Linked DNA regions of Ovis aries: region 2 is linked to region 1. Evidence: chromatin contacts called from public Hi-C data. All regions are on one chromosome and are shown on one strand. Each heading gives the region's core, a stretch centred on a gene start, on an enhancer-like site or on the middle of the called end of the contact. The rest is flanking DNA. Distances are from core to core; before and after follow the strand shown. Region 1 has its middle 64 kb from the start of CDON. Region 2 has its middle 16 kb from the start of RPUSD4.

The links. A called contact is a pair of places that touch in the nucleus more often than the background predicts.
Region 2: a contact with region 1 is called in a Hi-C map of omental adipose tissue, with 2.5 times the contacts expected there. The contact joins two enhancer-like sites. A contact is called at or near these places in 4 of 16 Hi-C or Micro-C datasets (hypothalamus, liver, omental adipose tissue and 1 more).

What each region holds. Positions count from the first base shown.
Region 1 is chr21:26,944,661-26,951,895 of ARS-UI_Ramb_v3.0, forward strand. No RefSeq gene overlaps it. Among named protein-coding and RNA genes, the nearest start is that of CDON, 64 kb to the left of the region's middle. Within about 2 kb of position 2,916, at least 12 of the 54 cell types and tissues checked have an H3K27ac peak or open chromatin away from gene starts, as enhancers often do.
Region 2 is chr21:27,002,857-27,009,957 of ARS-UI_Ramb_v3.0, forward strand. No RefSeq gene overlaps it. Among named protein-coding and RNA genes, the nearest start is that of RPUSD4, 16 kb to the right of the region's middle. Within about 2 kb of position 1,820, at least 2 of the 54 cell types and tissues checked have an H3K27ac peak or open chromatin away from gene starts, as enhancers often do.

The DNA.
Region 1 (7,235 bases), core at 1,666-4,165:
AGGGCAGGCGTCCCCACGGGCAGACTCATTTCTGCCTTGGAAATAAACCCTCATCTCCTTAGCTGTCCTCCTAGCCACATAGTCATGCTTCCCTAATTATCAGTCAAGGCAAAATCACTTACTTTGTGCCTGGGTTGGGAGGATGGTGGGGGAAATTGGTCTCTTGGTCCCTGATCTAAACATACCAATCTGATTTGAGAGGGAACCAACAAACTTGAGGTATTTCCAGGAGTTAGGAAACCAGGACTCAGTTCTGTAGAAGCTCATGATAGAATTGAAATGGGTTCATGGGGAATTGGAGGAGGGGGTGTGGGCAAGTACTGGAGGGTCCTGAAAGATGGGCAAAAGCATGAGAATGGACTGACCCTGTCAGCCAAGGGGACCCTTTATGGCTTCTTGAGCAAGGAAATTCCTTGAGGGGTGTGGCGTGTCTTGTGGGGCAGACTGACAGACCACACAAGAAAGTCAGAGTGGGACCTAAGTTCAAGGCTTGGCTCAGCCACTTCCTGACTGTGCGGGTGACGCCCAGAGAGTTATCTGTCCTCTCTCTGGGGTTCCCCATTTTACAGAAACAAAGGCGAGCTTCCAGGCTTGTCATGTTACATGGTAATACACGTAAGCCCACTTGCTGCAAATGAATGGGTTATGATGGCTGGAATGGGTGTGGGGGCCCTGCAGGAAGGGGCACTAGCTGGGGCTGGGGCTGGGGCTGGGGAGTGTCCCTCCTGCTGCTGTGCTCTGCTGGGGGCCGGGGAGAAAGCGTCCCCTCCTGTAGACTTGAGCCCTCTCTGGGGCTAAAACTGACAGTAAGAGGCAGACAGCTGAGCTGATCAGGGAGTGACAGAACATGAGTGGATATACAAATAGACAAGACGAACGATCCCCATTGTATACACAAGAGCCTTTGGTAACACTCAGCCAATTAGAAAACTAATCTAAACAGCCACCGGCTTCCCGTCTCTTCAGAGCTCTTTCAAACAGCTGTTCAGTCTGCACTTGCTGCCGCTCCCAGCAAGCGCCCCGGGTCTGCTGTCTGGTCTGGTTCCCCACTTGAACCTCAAGGGCTCCTCAAGAGCAAAGGATCGTGTCTTCTCCACCCCTGGACTTCCTCCAGGGCCCCGCTTCCTGCCTGAGCAGCGCTCCTTCTCTGTCCTCACCTCTGAAGCCCTTGCCGGTGCCCCAGTCACAGGGACTGTCTAGTCCTGCCCAGGTTATAGTGCCCTTCATCTGGGAGGCAGAGAAGACGGCGTAGGAACAGAGCCTTTAAAGTCTGACAAATGTGAGTTCAAAATCTCCTAGATCCCTTGCTACTGTGATCTCTCTGAGACTCTGTTATCTCACCCAGAGAGAAGGTAGCAAGCGTACCTCCTAAATAGGGATTGGGCTCCCCTGGTGGCTCTGACAGTGAAGAATCTGCCTGCAATGCAGGAGACCAGGATTCGATCCCTGGGTCAGGAAAATCCCCTGGAGAAACGAATGACTACCCACTCCAGTATTCTTGCCTGGAGAATTCCATGAAGAGAGGAGCCTTGCGGGCTACGGCCCATGAGGTCGCAAAGAGTCAGACATGACTGAGGGACTAACATTTTCAATTTTTTCAAATAGTGATTAAAAGCAAACATATACAAGAACCTAGCACCCTACAAGTGCGTGTAAGTACACCGCACTTGCCATAACTCCTGGGATGGTCATTGTTAACTGAGTCTTCTGAAGGCAGGAAACCACTGGACTTGTGTGTCAGCCAGACTCTCAGATGGTCGTGGGCAATCCACATGTCCTGGTATTCACATTTCTGTGAAATCCCCTCCCTTGAGCCTGGCAGGACCTACTACGTGCTTCTAATCAATAGAACATGGCGAAAGTGACGTGACATCATTTCTATTATTACACTACACAAAGTTGTGACTTGCTCTTGTTGTCATTTAGTTGCTCAGTCATGTCTGACTCTTTGCAACCCGATGGTCTGCTGCCCACCAGGCTCCTCTGTCCATGGGATTTCACAGGCAAGAGTACCGGAGTGCGTTGCCATCCAAGGGACCCAAGGGATCTTCCTGACCCAGGGAGTGAAACCTCATCTCCTTCATCCGCAGGCAGATTCCTTACCTTTGAGCCACCTGGGAGGCCCTACTTGTTCGCCTGCTCTATCGTCTCTAGCTTGTGCTTGTGGCAAGGACTGAGAACAGCCTCTGTCTGAGGACAAGTTGGCCACCGAGGCCCTCAACCCAACAATTCTTGATCAGCTAAACTCTGCCCACCATCATCTGAGCCCAGAAGCAGATCCTTCCCCAGCGGAGCCTGCAGACGAGGCTCCAGCCCTGGTCAAAGCCTTGATCAACAGCCATGAGATCCCCTGAAGCTGAGGGCCCGGCTAAGCTGTGCTGGACTTCTGGCCCACAGAACCCGTGAGAAAATAGACATGTATTGCTTTAAGTCACTGAGTTTTATGGTAATTTGTTACACAGAAATAGATAACTAATATGATTTCTTGTATTTCTGGCACAGCACTTGGCATAGGGTAGCAGTTAAAAGTGTGTTGAGTGGATGGATGAATGACGGTGACAGGTAAACCCATCAGGGTCTGAGGAAGTCTAGGCAGGGTGACACCCTGAGAGTGGGCTCTTTCCCAGACCTTCTACCTGTCTTTCATCCCTTTCTCTCCCTCACCAATGACCCCAGGTTTCCCTTCCCTTCTCCAGTCCTCAAGACTTTTCTCTGCTTCTAGTTCCTGCTTTCAGTCATTCTCTCTGAATTTTCATTTTCTTCTTTAAAAAACAAAAACAAGAAACAATCCAGCTCTCTATAAAATATCTGACCCTGGCGAATTGAACAATTTCTGATGGAAAGCAGTCTTGTCCAGAAAGCCTCTTACCCACCCTGTTCAGGAATGTGGTTGCTGCAGATATTAAAACAGACCTGCAGGCGTCTGCAACGAGCGGGGAGCGCGTGCCAGGAATGAGGTCAGCCTGCACAGCGGGGCTTTTTACCTATGAAAAGTGCTGCTGCTCTGGACTGGAGCACAACAGGGCCCTCCCTTTCCCGAGCCTTCCCCTTCGAGGTACCCCATAGTGCTCCCCTAGTTTAATCCCTGAGCCATAACTTCCCGCCAGTGCTGGTACTCAAGGTCAGGAGGGCTGTGTCATCAGACCTGCTAGAGAGGATGCCAGGATGCCTTTGTCCAAGCGGCTCCAAGTAGCTTTGGCTGAAGCATGTGGCCTCGTGGCTGGCAGTAGTCACCACCCCCCGCCCCCAATCCTGACTCCTTCCTGTTCTCGTCTCCTGGCTCCACTATTACCCTCCAGATAATCAGAGGGACCTTGTTCAGGTAGAGAGATATCAAGCTTCATTCCTCTGCAAGAGGCACTTCTCAGGGAAGCCAGAACTCCTGAGGCAGAAACGGGAGACTAGAAACCCTCATCCTGAAGGCTCCTCACTGTATAGATGAGCTCCCACCCAAGCCTTGGGTTTTGCCCTAATTCTGCTCCTACAGCTGAATCTGGGTGAGCCCAAGATGAAGTAGAACCCTTGACAATGATCAGATTTCCTTCTTCTGCTGAGAAGCTCAGAGAACTAGGAGAACCCTAAGTCTATTTTTTTGTTGTTCTTGTTTAGTCGCTAAGTCGTGTCTGAATCTTTGGGACCCTAAGGACTTGCAGCCCACCAGGCTCCTCTGTCCACGGGTTTTCCCAGGCAAGAATACTGGAGTGGGTAGCCATTTCCTTCTCCAGGGGATCTTCCAGACCCAGGGATCGAACCTGAATCTCCTGCATTGACAGGCGAATTCTTTACTGCTGAGCCATCAGGGAAGTAACTCTAACTATTCCAGTCTTCAAACTCAACAGCCTCACCCATGACAATCCTGATAATCATAATAATGGCTAACATTTGCCTAAATGATTCCTGTACACAAAGTACCTTCACATGTGCTATTTCTTACAAGAATCCTACGGTATAAGTTAGCCCCATTTTATAGGTGGCTCAGAAAGACTGTCACATTTTCCCTGTTACACAGGGGACGAGACTAGGAATCTAAACCCCAGTCTGTTGACTCAGAGCTGTTTGTTCTTCCCACTGCTTATACTGCCCCTCTATCTGTAATGCTCATTAGCCTCTAATGTTGCACCTCATTTGTACACTGATCAGTTTATGTTGAAATGGACCCACTGTATTGCCCAATTCCTGCCCCTTTCACCTTAATCTTGGCCACGGCCAGCCTCTGGAGAGCTGGATGGAGTGTCTTCATCCAAAAGAGCAATGGCCTGACCCCTGGCCTTCAAATTCTGCCTCTGGCACAAACAAGGGACATGACTCTGAGTGGGTTGCCTCACTTTTCTAGGTACTGTAATGTGGAAGTCTCAAATAGTCTGCTCTTTGAGGCCCTTTTTCACTCTGATTCTTTCGCTCAGAAACTGTCTGGTTCTTTGACTCAGTTTCTGGTTGGCCTCCCTCTTGGGGAGGGACGATTTCCCAAGTCCTTGGGAAAATGACTCAGCCTGTTGCCATCTGGAGCTTGGGCTGGGAGAGGGGAGGACTTAGCCAGCTATTCCAAAGATGATATGAGGACACTGTTCCCTCCACTCCACCCAAAAGAGTCCCTCTACCTCCCTTTCTCCAACCTTCCACGACATCAACGTGATGTCTTTTAGTTTAGAATACAAGCTCTTTAAGGCCTTTGCCATTGTCATTGACCAGCCCAACCTGGGTACCACACCAGTCAGCCTGGCACGCCACTGATCTCACCAGATGTCTGTGAGCTTGGGCTGAAGGTTATCCACAGTCTCCATACTTGGGGAGCCCTGGGGGCCCTGCAGCTGCTCCCAGCTGTACAGCTGAACAATGCAGTGTCTGTCAGGTCTCCCACTGAGCTTCTTTTAGGGAGTGTTAGGGTTGCAGCGCTAACTGGAGGCATCTCAGCTGCTTCCTGCCCCTTGAGTCCCTGCACAAATTCCTAAGCAAAGATGACAGTCCATCCAGCTCTGTATCTGATCACAACCCCAGGAGCTGGGGATGGGTCACCAAAGAATTTCCCCATCAACTCAAAGCAAAGAGACAAACTTTCTAGCCTGGATAGATCTCCAAGGATAAAATGCACCTGGGTCTCTGCTTCCAGGAACAGAGGCAGCAACATAGCTAGATTTTCAGAAATCTTTGGGTAATGTTGTGGCCTCCACAACATTAAGAGAAACCCAAGTATCAGTAGGTGTTGTGAGAGGCATCAGAGGGCAGACACACAAACCATAATCACAGAAAACTAGTCAATCTAATCACATGGACCACAGCCTTGTCTAACTCAGTGCCACCCAAGATGGGTGGGTCATGGTGGAGAGGTCTGACAGAATGTGGTCCACTGGAGAAGGGAATGGCAAATGACTTCAGTATTCTTGCCTTCAGAACCCCATGAACAGTATGAAAAGGCAAAATGATAGGATACTGAAAGAGGAACTCCTCAGGCCGGTAGGTGTCCAATATGCTACTGGAGATCACTGGAGAAATAACTCCAGAAAGAATGAAGGGGTGGAGCCAAAGCAAACACAATACCCAGTTGTGGGTGTGATTGGTGATAGAAGCAAGGTCTGATGCTGTAAAGAGCAATGTTGCATAGGAACCTGGAATGTTAGGTCCATGAATCAAGGCAAATTCGAAGTGGTTCAAACAGGAGATGGCAAGAGTGAACGTCAACATTCTAGGAATCAGCAAACTACAATGGACTGGAATGGGTGAATTTAACTCAGATGACCATTATATCTACTATTGTGGGCAGGATCCCTTAGGAGAAATGGAGTAGCCATCATGGTCAACAAAAGAGTCCGAAATGCAGTACTTGGATGCAATCTCAAAATGACAGAATGATCTCTGTTCGTTTCCAAGGCAAACCATTCAATATCACAGTAATCCAAGTCTATGCCCCAATCAGTAATGCTAAAGAAGCTGAAGCTGAACGGTTCTATGAAGACCTACAAGACTTTTAGAACTAACACCCCAAAAAGATGTCTTTTTCATTATAAGGGACTAGAATGCAAAAGTAGGAAGTCAAGAAACACCTGTAGTAACAGGCAAATTTGGCCTTGGAATGCGGAATGAAGCAGGGCAAAGACTAATAGCGTTTTGCCAAGAGAACACACTGGTCATAGCAAACACCCTCTTCCAACAACACAAGAGAAGACTCTACACAGGGACATCTCCAGATGGTCAACACTGAAATCAGATTATATTCTTTGCAGCCAAAGATGGAGAAGCTCTATGCAGTCAGCAAAAACAAGACCAGGAGCTGACTGTGGCTCAGATCATGAACTCATTATTACCAAATTCAGACTTAAATTGAGGAAAGTAGGGAAAACCACCAGCTATTCAAGTATGACCTAAATCAAATTCCTTATGATTATACAGTGGAAGTGAGAAATAGATTTAAGGGACTACTAGATCTGATAGATAGAGTGCCTGGTGAACTATGGACAGAGGTTCGTGATATTGTACAGGAGACAGGGATCAAGACCATCCCCATGGAAAAGAAATACAAAAAAGCAAAATGGCTGTCTGGGGAGGCCTTACAAATAGCTGTGGAAAGAAGAGAAGCAAAAAGCAAAGGAGAAAAGGAAAGATATAAGCATCTGAATGCAGAGTTCCAAAGAATAGCAAAGAGAGATAAGAAAGCCTTTCTCAGCAATCAATGGAAAGAAATAGAGGAAAACAACAGCATGGGAAAGACTAGAGATCTCTTCAAGAAAATTAGAGATACCAAGGGAACATATCATGCAAAGATGGGCTCGATAAAGGACAGAAATGGTATGGACCTAACAGAAGCACAAGATATTAAGAAGAGGTGGCAAGAATACACAGAAGAACTGTACAAAAAGATCTTCACAACCAAGATAATCACGATGGTGTGATCACTCACCTAGAGCCAGACATCCTGGAATGTGAAGTCAAGTGGGCCTTAGAAAGCATCAGTATGGACAAAGCCAGTGGAGTTGATGGAATTCCAGTTGAGCTGTTTGAAATCCTGGAAGATGATGCTGTGAAAGTGCTGCACTCAATATGCCAGCAAATTTGGAAAACTCAGGAGTGGCCACAGGACTGGAAAAGGTCAGTTTTCATTCCAATCCCAAAGAAAGGCAATGCCAAAGAGGGCTCAAGCTACCACACAATTGCACTCATCTCACATGCTAGTAAAGTAACGCTTAAAATTCTCCAAGCCAGGCTTCAGCAATACGTGAACCGTGAACTTCCAGATATTCAAG
Region 2 (7,101 bases), core at 570-3,069, 57 kb after region 1:
GCTTGCTCTGTTCCCACCTGTACTGCCCCCTCGAGCCCTGGATACTGCTCTACTGGTCCTCTCTTTCCCAGGGGTCCTGAGCTGCCTGCCGTATCAGCGCTGGCTGGGACTGGACCCCAGCACTGACAGCTCTTGTCACAGCCCGTCAAGCCTCATTCTTACTGGGGAGGTGAGGACAGCTTAATTCCCTGACTCAGACACAGGGTGGCGTGCCATGTAGGGTTGGAGGGGCCACCGACAACCCCTGTCCTTCCCTCCCTCAAAGGTGAGCGTAAGAGACAAAGCTGCCAGTGTCCCCCATGCCCGGGGCGTTCCTCTCTGCCCTCCCACCTGCTCTAACTCCCCTTCCATCTCCTGCACCAAACAGCACCCCTGATGGCAGATAAACTGCTCAGGGATGAGTGATGCCGGGTGCTGAGTGAACCCGCTCAGAGGATGAGAAGGAAAGAACGCTTTTGATAGAGCAAACTCATCCCTCCTCCTCTGATTCCAGAAAGGACTTGATGCCAGATCTTGGGGATTCCTTTAGCCCTGGCATCTTGGGCTTCTGACCTTCAAATCAGAAATCCAAGAGTCCTGGCTTCATATCAGCACCTACAGATCAGCCGCACACCTCTCAAGGGATCCACAGCCCTTCGGGGACTGCCCGTGACGCTGTGCTCTCCCTCGAATCTACCCAGTTCCTGGCTGGGGGCAGGGGAGGGGGCTTGGCTGGGGGTGACCGCAGTGTCCTCCACTTCCAACACGGTCTCCAGCTCCATCTTTAGTGGGCCATCCAGTTTGGGGCATGCCGGTGTATTTACTCTGTTCTCAGGGTGATCCCTGAGCTACACTGTAGTCTCCTCACATCCCCTCCTGGGGGACTACCTGCTCAGTCACTGCCCGGCAACTCCCAGAGCCAGCCTGACTCCAGTCTTTCTGGAAATAAGGAGTCAACTTCCTTTCCTATGTCTCCCCTAAACCGTAGTAAGTTTGCAAGTGTGCAGGGCCAGGCTGGGCATTGCTGGTGAGCAGTGTAGCTGAAGGTGGAGACCTCGCCCAGTCCTGTGCTGTAGAAAGAACAGCACAGTCAGGGCTATTCTTCATCCCCTGGGACTCTGGGGGATGACTCCAGCATTCTTGCCTGGGGACTCCCTTGGACAGAGGAGCCTGGCAGGCTACCATCCCTGGGGTCGCAAAGAGTTGGACACGAAGCGACTTAGCACGCATGCATGCGAATAAGTTAACTCATGCAAGAGGCTCTGTGCAGGCAGCAGGCATTGGTGTTGCGGGTACTCAGGCTCTGGGAGCTCCAAGGAGGAGGGACAGAGACAGAGATCAGCCTTGGGTGTGTGACCGCAGGCCCTCTGCCTACTCGCTCTCTTCCTCTGGCTTTTCTTCTCTAGGCTGGTGAAGTAGAAGGATAGGGGAAAATCTGGTTTATGAGTCCAGAAGAAAAAAAAACAGGGGAACTTCTGGAAAATTCTGTAACTTTAGACAGGAAAACGGCCAGACTTCTCCGACTGGGCCAGGATGAACTGGCAGCCGTTCAGGCCTGGCTATAGGAGGTGTGTGTGTGTGTGTGTGTGTGTGTGTGTGTGTGTGTGTGGCCTGGCTATAGGAGGTGTGTGTGTGTGTGTGTGTGTGTGTGTGTGTAGCCCAGGCCACATCCAGGGGAACCCATGGCTCTCTCCCTCTGCTTGTCCTTCTGCCCTCCATCTCTCTCCCTCCCTGTTCTCCCATCTCCTCCCCCAACCAGTGAGCGTGGGAAGCTCAGGAGGTAGTGCCCCTTGAGTGCAAGCGTGCAGGGCCAAGCTGGGCATGGCCTTCGAGGAGTATAGCTGAAGGCGGAGGCCCCTCCCAGCCCTGCGGTTCCTGGTTCCGAAGGGAAGGTTCTCTCCTCTGTTTTTCAGATCCCGTGCTTCCTGTAGGAAGCAGTCACCACCTGCCCCTTAGAATCAAGCGGGTTTGGCGCCCCCGCCCCGCCCTCCCACTGCCTCACTCCCCCTCCAGGGAGGGTGTGCGGACAGGTAATGATGGGCCCACAATTGGGACACAGGCTGGGGGAGTGGGACCAGGAGCCCAGAGCAGCCCAGAGGCTCCTGTGGAGACGGGAAAGGGGCAATGAAGGCAAGCTGGGCTCACCGTGGAAGCCGAGCTGGAGAGGAGATTGCTGCCTGCAGCCCGGGCCTGGCCCTCACCTCCTGCGCCCTCTCTGACCCTGTTGCTCACATCAAAGTGGGGACCCATCCCCTCGCTTGCTCCCTGAATGGTCCAGGTCATGGCTCCTGGCTCCTTGAAGCTGCTGATGGACAGATGGTAATAGCTCCCAGAGTGTTGAGAGATGGGCTCCGAGTTAGCACAGTCCCGGCCCATAATCAGAGCTGCTGCTTGGGGCTCCCTGCCTCCCGCTCATGCATCCGCACTCGCCCCGGGACAGACTGGTCAGCAGGCGTTGGGAAAAGGGGGTGCCCGGTCTGCTTTAATGCTGGGGTTCAGGGTCCACAGATGCAGGTGCGGGGTGTGGAAGAGGCAGGAGCCTGAGGACTCTGAAACCCATTTCAGAAAGGCTGTAGGGAGTAGTGGGGGCAGGGAAGAAAGGAGGGGCAGCAGCCTCTCACACATGTCGGCTACCTGAAGCGCATCAGTGCAGCCCCAACTTCCAAACCTGCCATCTTTATTTCCTCCCATTATTTATCAAATCACATTTTATCGGCCTGCTTTTATTAGTCAAAATCATACTAATCACTAATCATACATATCACTGAGTGCTTCTGATCAACAAAGAGATTGCAATTTTTTACTACGATGCATTGGGCCAAAATAAAAGCAGCCAACTGCTAAGCATGCTTGACATTTCAGCTGAGCTCTGCAACCACGTGGTGGGTAAATGAATATTTCCATTAGGCTTTTATTTTAAAGTGAAAAATTGAGCACAGCCATGACTTATAAATGAATGGAGCATGCCTAATATGGAAGGGGTCTTGTTAACAGAATTCACAGATAAATTCAGCTGTCTCTAGGCGATCTGGGAGGCAGACAAAGGTGGCCCTTCAACCCTGTGTACAGTTGGGAAGCCTGGAGGTGGTGGGGTGAGGAAGTAGCAAGACCCCTCCCGGGTAGGTTTAGGGAACTCAGAACTGCTAATACTTTTGAGAAACCAGCAAGAGAGGCCAGTGAGTCAGAGCAGAAGGTGTTTCTTCCCGAAAGGAAGGTGGGCCTTTCAGATTCCTGCTCTTTCACTTCTCTCTCGCGCTTCTCCGGTGCTACAGGTGGGGCCCCGTAACACAGACCTGGGACTGATAAGGCAGTGCTCCCGTTGTAGGGCTGGGTGTCACTGTGTGTCCCACCTAAGATGTACTCCTATCTGGGCTTTTCCATAACTGAGAGCAGCTTGATTATACTTTCCACATGTCTGTAGTGAACTTGTAGTCCTCTTATAACTGAGTGTTTATGAGTCTCATTCTAGGGTGAATATACTTGGGGAGCCTAAACCATGACCTCCCTCCACTGTCTCATTCTCCACCAGAGAACAGAAAAATTTAAGTTTGAAACTAACTTAAAAATAAAAGGCCCGAGATTTACCACGCTGGGGAAGCCAATGTCAAGGGTATCTGGAGGTCAGAGGCCAACAGGAAACGCTGTTGTGGAAGATGCCTGATTAAAACCTGTTCCCGCTTTCAGGCCAGAAAGGGAGAATAAATCTGGGAGACTGCTGCCATCTGGTAGTAAAACGAGAAATTGCAATTACTCCTCATTTTGTTTCTTTCATATGAATACTGTAATAAAACTAAATCTTACCCAATAAAATTAACTATAAATCCTAAAGGAAGTCAGTAATGATTATTCATTGGAAGGACTGATACTGAAGCTCCAATACTTTGGCCACCTGATGCGAAGTACTGACTCATTTGAAAAGACCCTGATGCTGGGAAAGACTGAAGGTGGGAGAGGGGGACAACAGAGGATGAGATGGTTGGATGGCTTCACCGGCTCGATGGACATGAGTCTGAGTAGGCTCCGGGAGCTGGTGATGGACAGGGAAGCCTGGAGTGCTGCAGTCCATGGGGTCCCAAAGAGTTGGACACGACTGAGCGACTGAACTGATCTTCAGAAATGACAGTTTACCAAAACAATTTCATGGGAGAAAGAATAATCTTTTCAGGGGACTTCCCTGACAGTCCAGTGGTTGAGGCTTCATCTTTGTCTTCACGTCCAGGGTGAGTTGATCCCTGTTCAGGGAGCTAAGATCTCCAGGGTGTGTGAGTTGATCCCTGTTCAGGGAGCTAAGATCTCACATGCTTCACACCCCAGAAAACAAAACATAAAACAGAAATAATATTGTAACAAATTCAATAGACTTTAAAAACGGTCCACATTGACAACAAACAAATATATAGATCCTTTAAAAAAAAAATCTTTTCAACAAATGATGCTGGGACCATTAGCTATCCACATGCAAAGCTGAACACCTTAATACATCATACTCAAAAGTTAATTTTAAATGGAAAGGAATTCAGTCCTGAATATTCATTGGAAGGACTGATGCTGAAGCTGAAACTCCAATACTTTGGCCACCTGATGTGAAGAACTGACTCATTTGAAAAGACCCTGATGCTGGGGAAGACTGAAGGCAGGAGGAGAAGGGGAAAACAGAGGATGAGATGGTTGGATGGCATCACTCAACGGACTTGAGTTTGAGTAAACTCTAGGAGTTGGTGATGGACAGGGAGGCCTGGCATGCTGCAGTCCATGGGATCTCACAGAGTCGGACACAACTGAGAGACTCAACTGAACTGAACTGATAGTCCCAAAATGTAAGAGTTAAACCTAGAAAATATTGAGGGGAAAAATAGGTAAATCTCTGAATTTAGATTAGGCAATTTTAAAATATATGACATCAAAAGCACAACAAACAAAAGGAGATATATTAATTTAAAAATGGATATTGAGTTTATGTGAGAATTAAAATATTCTGAAATTAGATTGGGGTGCTAATTGTCCAATTCTAGGAATGTACTGAATTCTACACTTTAAATGGGTGAATTTTATAGCATGTGAATACCATCTCAATAAAAATGGCAAATTTAACCTGCTTTAACCTAACATTACCGGATTTCCAGGAGGTTCAGTAGTAAAGAATCTGCCTGCTAATGCAGGAGACACAGGTTCGATGCCTGGGTCAGGAAGATCTCCTGGAGAAGAAAATGGCAACCCGCTCCAGTATTCTTACCTGGAGAATTCCACGGACAGAGAAGTGTGATGAGCTACAGTCCAGGGGATTACAAAGAATCAGATACAATTTAGCAACAATAATGAGCACACACACACACACACACACACACACACACACAAAACCTATTATTACATTAATTGGGTCCTTGCCATCTATTAGGAACTCTTCTGGAAACTTAATATGAATTGTTTCAATTAATCCTTCAAAATATCTGTGTCATAGAGGTACTGTTATTATGCCCATTTTGCAGGTGCTCGAACTGAGGCTCAGATAAGTTAAATAAATTATCCGCAGTTAGCCAATAACTATCAGAGCCATCGTTTGAACTGAAAGCCCATCTAGATTCAGAGCCTGAGAGCTACCAGAGTCGGGGGACCGCCTTACTGTTCACTAGCCACTTTTCAAGAGTTTACAGGCGTAGGGCTTGGGGGCCAAAGAAGGAAGCCCCATGCCTGCCCATGAGAAGGTAGGAGACAGGTGTAATTACAGGGAATGACTAGGATACGCGGCAGGAAGTGTGGGGTGACGAGCACTTCTCGGTGCTCAGGGCACACGGGGTAATTGCCCTCCTCCAGGGCCCCTCTGGACACACGGCTGTATGATAGCACTGACGTAGGCTTGGGAGTGGCCCCCCAGACCTCTTCCTCCTCTGTTTACTGTAACCCACCTCATCTACCCTGCTACTCAGGATAGGCTCCCCGGGAGTCACCCTAGGTCCTTCCCCTACCCGACCCGTACCAACCCCCAGTCAGCTCTAACCGTTCTTCCCAGCAGTTATTTGGAGCCTGTTTACCGTGCCCCCCCCCCCCCCCCCGCCCCGGCCCCAAGGCTTCCCTGATGGTTAAGCGGTAAAGAATCCTCCTGCAAGGAAAGAGAGGCAGGAGACTCAGGTTCCACCTCTGGGTGAAGAAGATCCCCTGGAGGAGGAAATGGCAACTCACTCCAGCAGTCTTGCCTGGGAAATTCCACAGACAGAGGAGCCTGGTGGGCTGCAGTCTGTGGGGGCAGCAAAGAGCTGGACATGACTGAGCACACACAGTTTATTGTGACTGGGAGCACAACAGAAAACATCCCCAGGAAAGCAGAGTTTCACCCTCCCAGGTGATCAGGCTTGATTAAAACCCCATTCTCACTGCCCTGGATCACAGCAGATAAGGGTGTGCCAAGTGGGGTGAGAGAAAGGAAGTGAACAGAAATATTTCAAGGCCACTGGTCCAAGAGAACCTTAAGGCTCTAGCTGATGGAGGCGTATACACAGACAGCCACCAAGGAGGCCGAAAGGTGAAGGGGTCCCTATCTAGGACATGGAGATGACTCCAGAACAGGAGTGCAAGGGGCAAACAGTGTTGTGTAGTAAGGAATTTGCCTGGCTTTTGTCCCTGCCTCCTGGGAGGAAGCCTCTAAATCTTTGGAATGATAGGAGTGTCTCTGTTACTTAGGATGGGTCCTGACAGTTTGTATAACCCCTGGGGAGTGTCAGGGTGCAGGCCTGTCAATGGTATGTCAATAGACCAATCATGTGATTAGAGATGGAGAGTTGGACTGAGTTCAATAACCAGTGATCTAATCAATCTTGCTGATATGATGAAACTCCAATAAAGACTCCAGGCATTGAAGCTTATGTGACCTTTCTGGTTGGCACCCTCTGTGCACCTGGACTGCGGTAGTCCTGAATCCCCAGGGAGGGGCCAGGGTAGCTTCGTGTCTGGGACCCTCGCAGACCTCCACCCCATGAGTCTCCTCTTTTACTGCCGTAAGAAAAACTGCAATAGCAAGCAGAGCTGAGTTTTGAGAGTTGTTCTAGAGGATTATCAAGCCTGAGAAGGTAATGGAAACCCCTGACTTTGCAGCTATCTGGTGATGGGGTTGAGGAGATGCTACCCCCA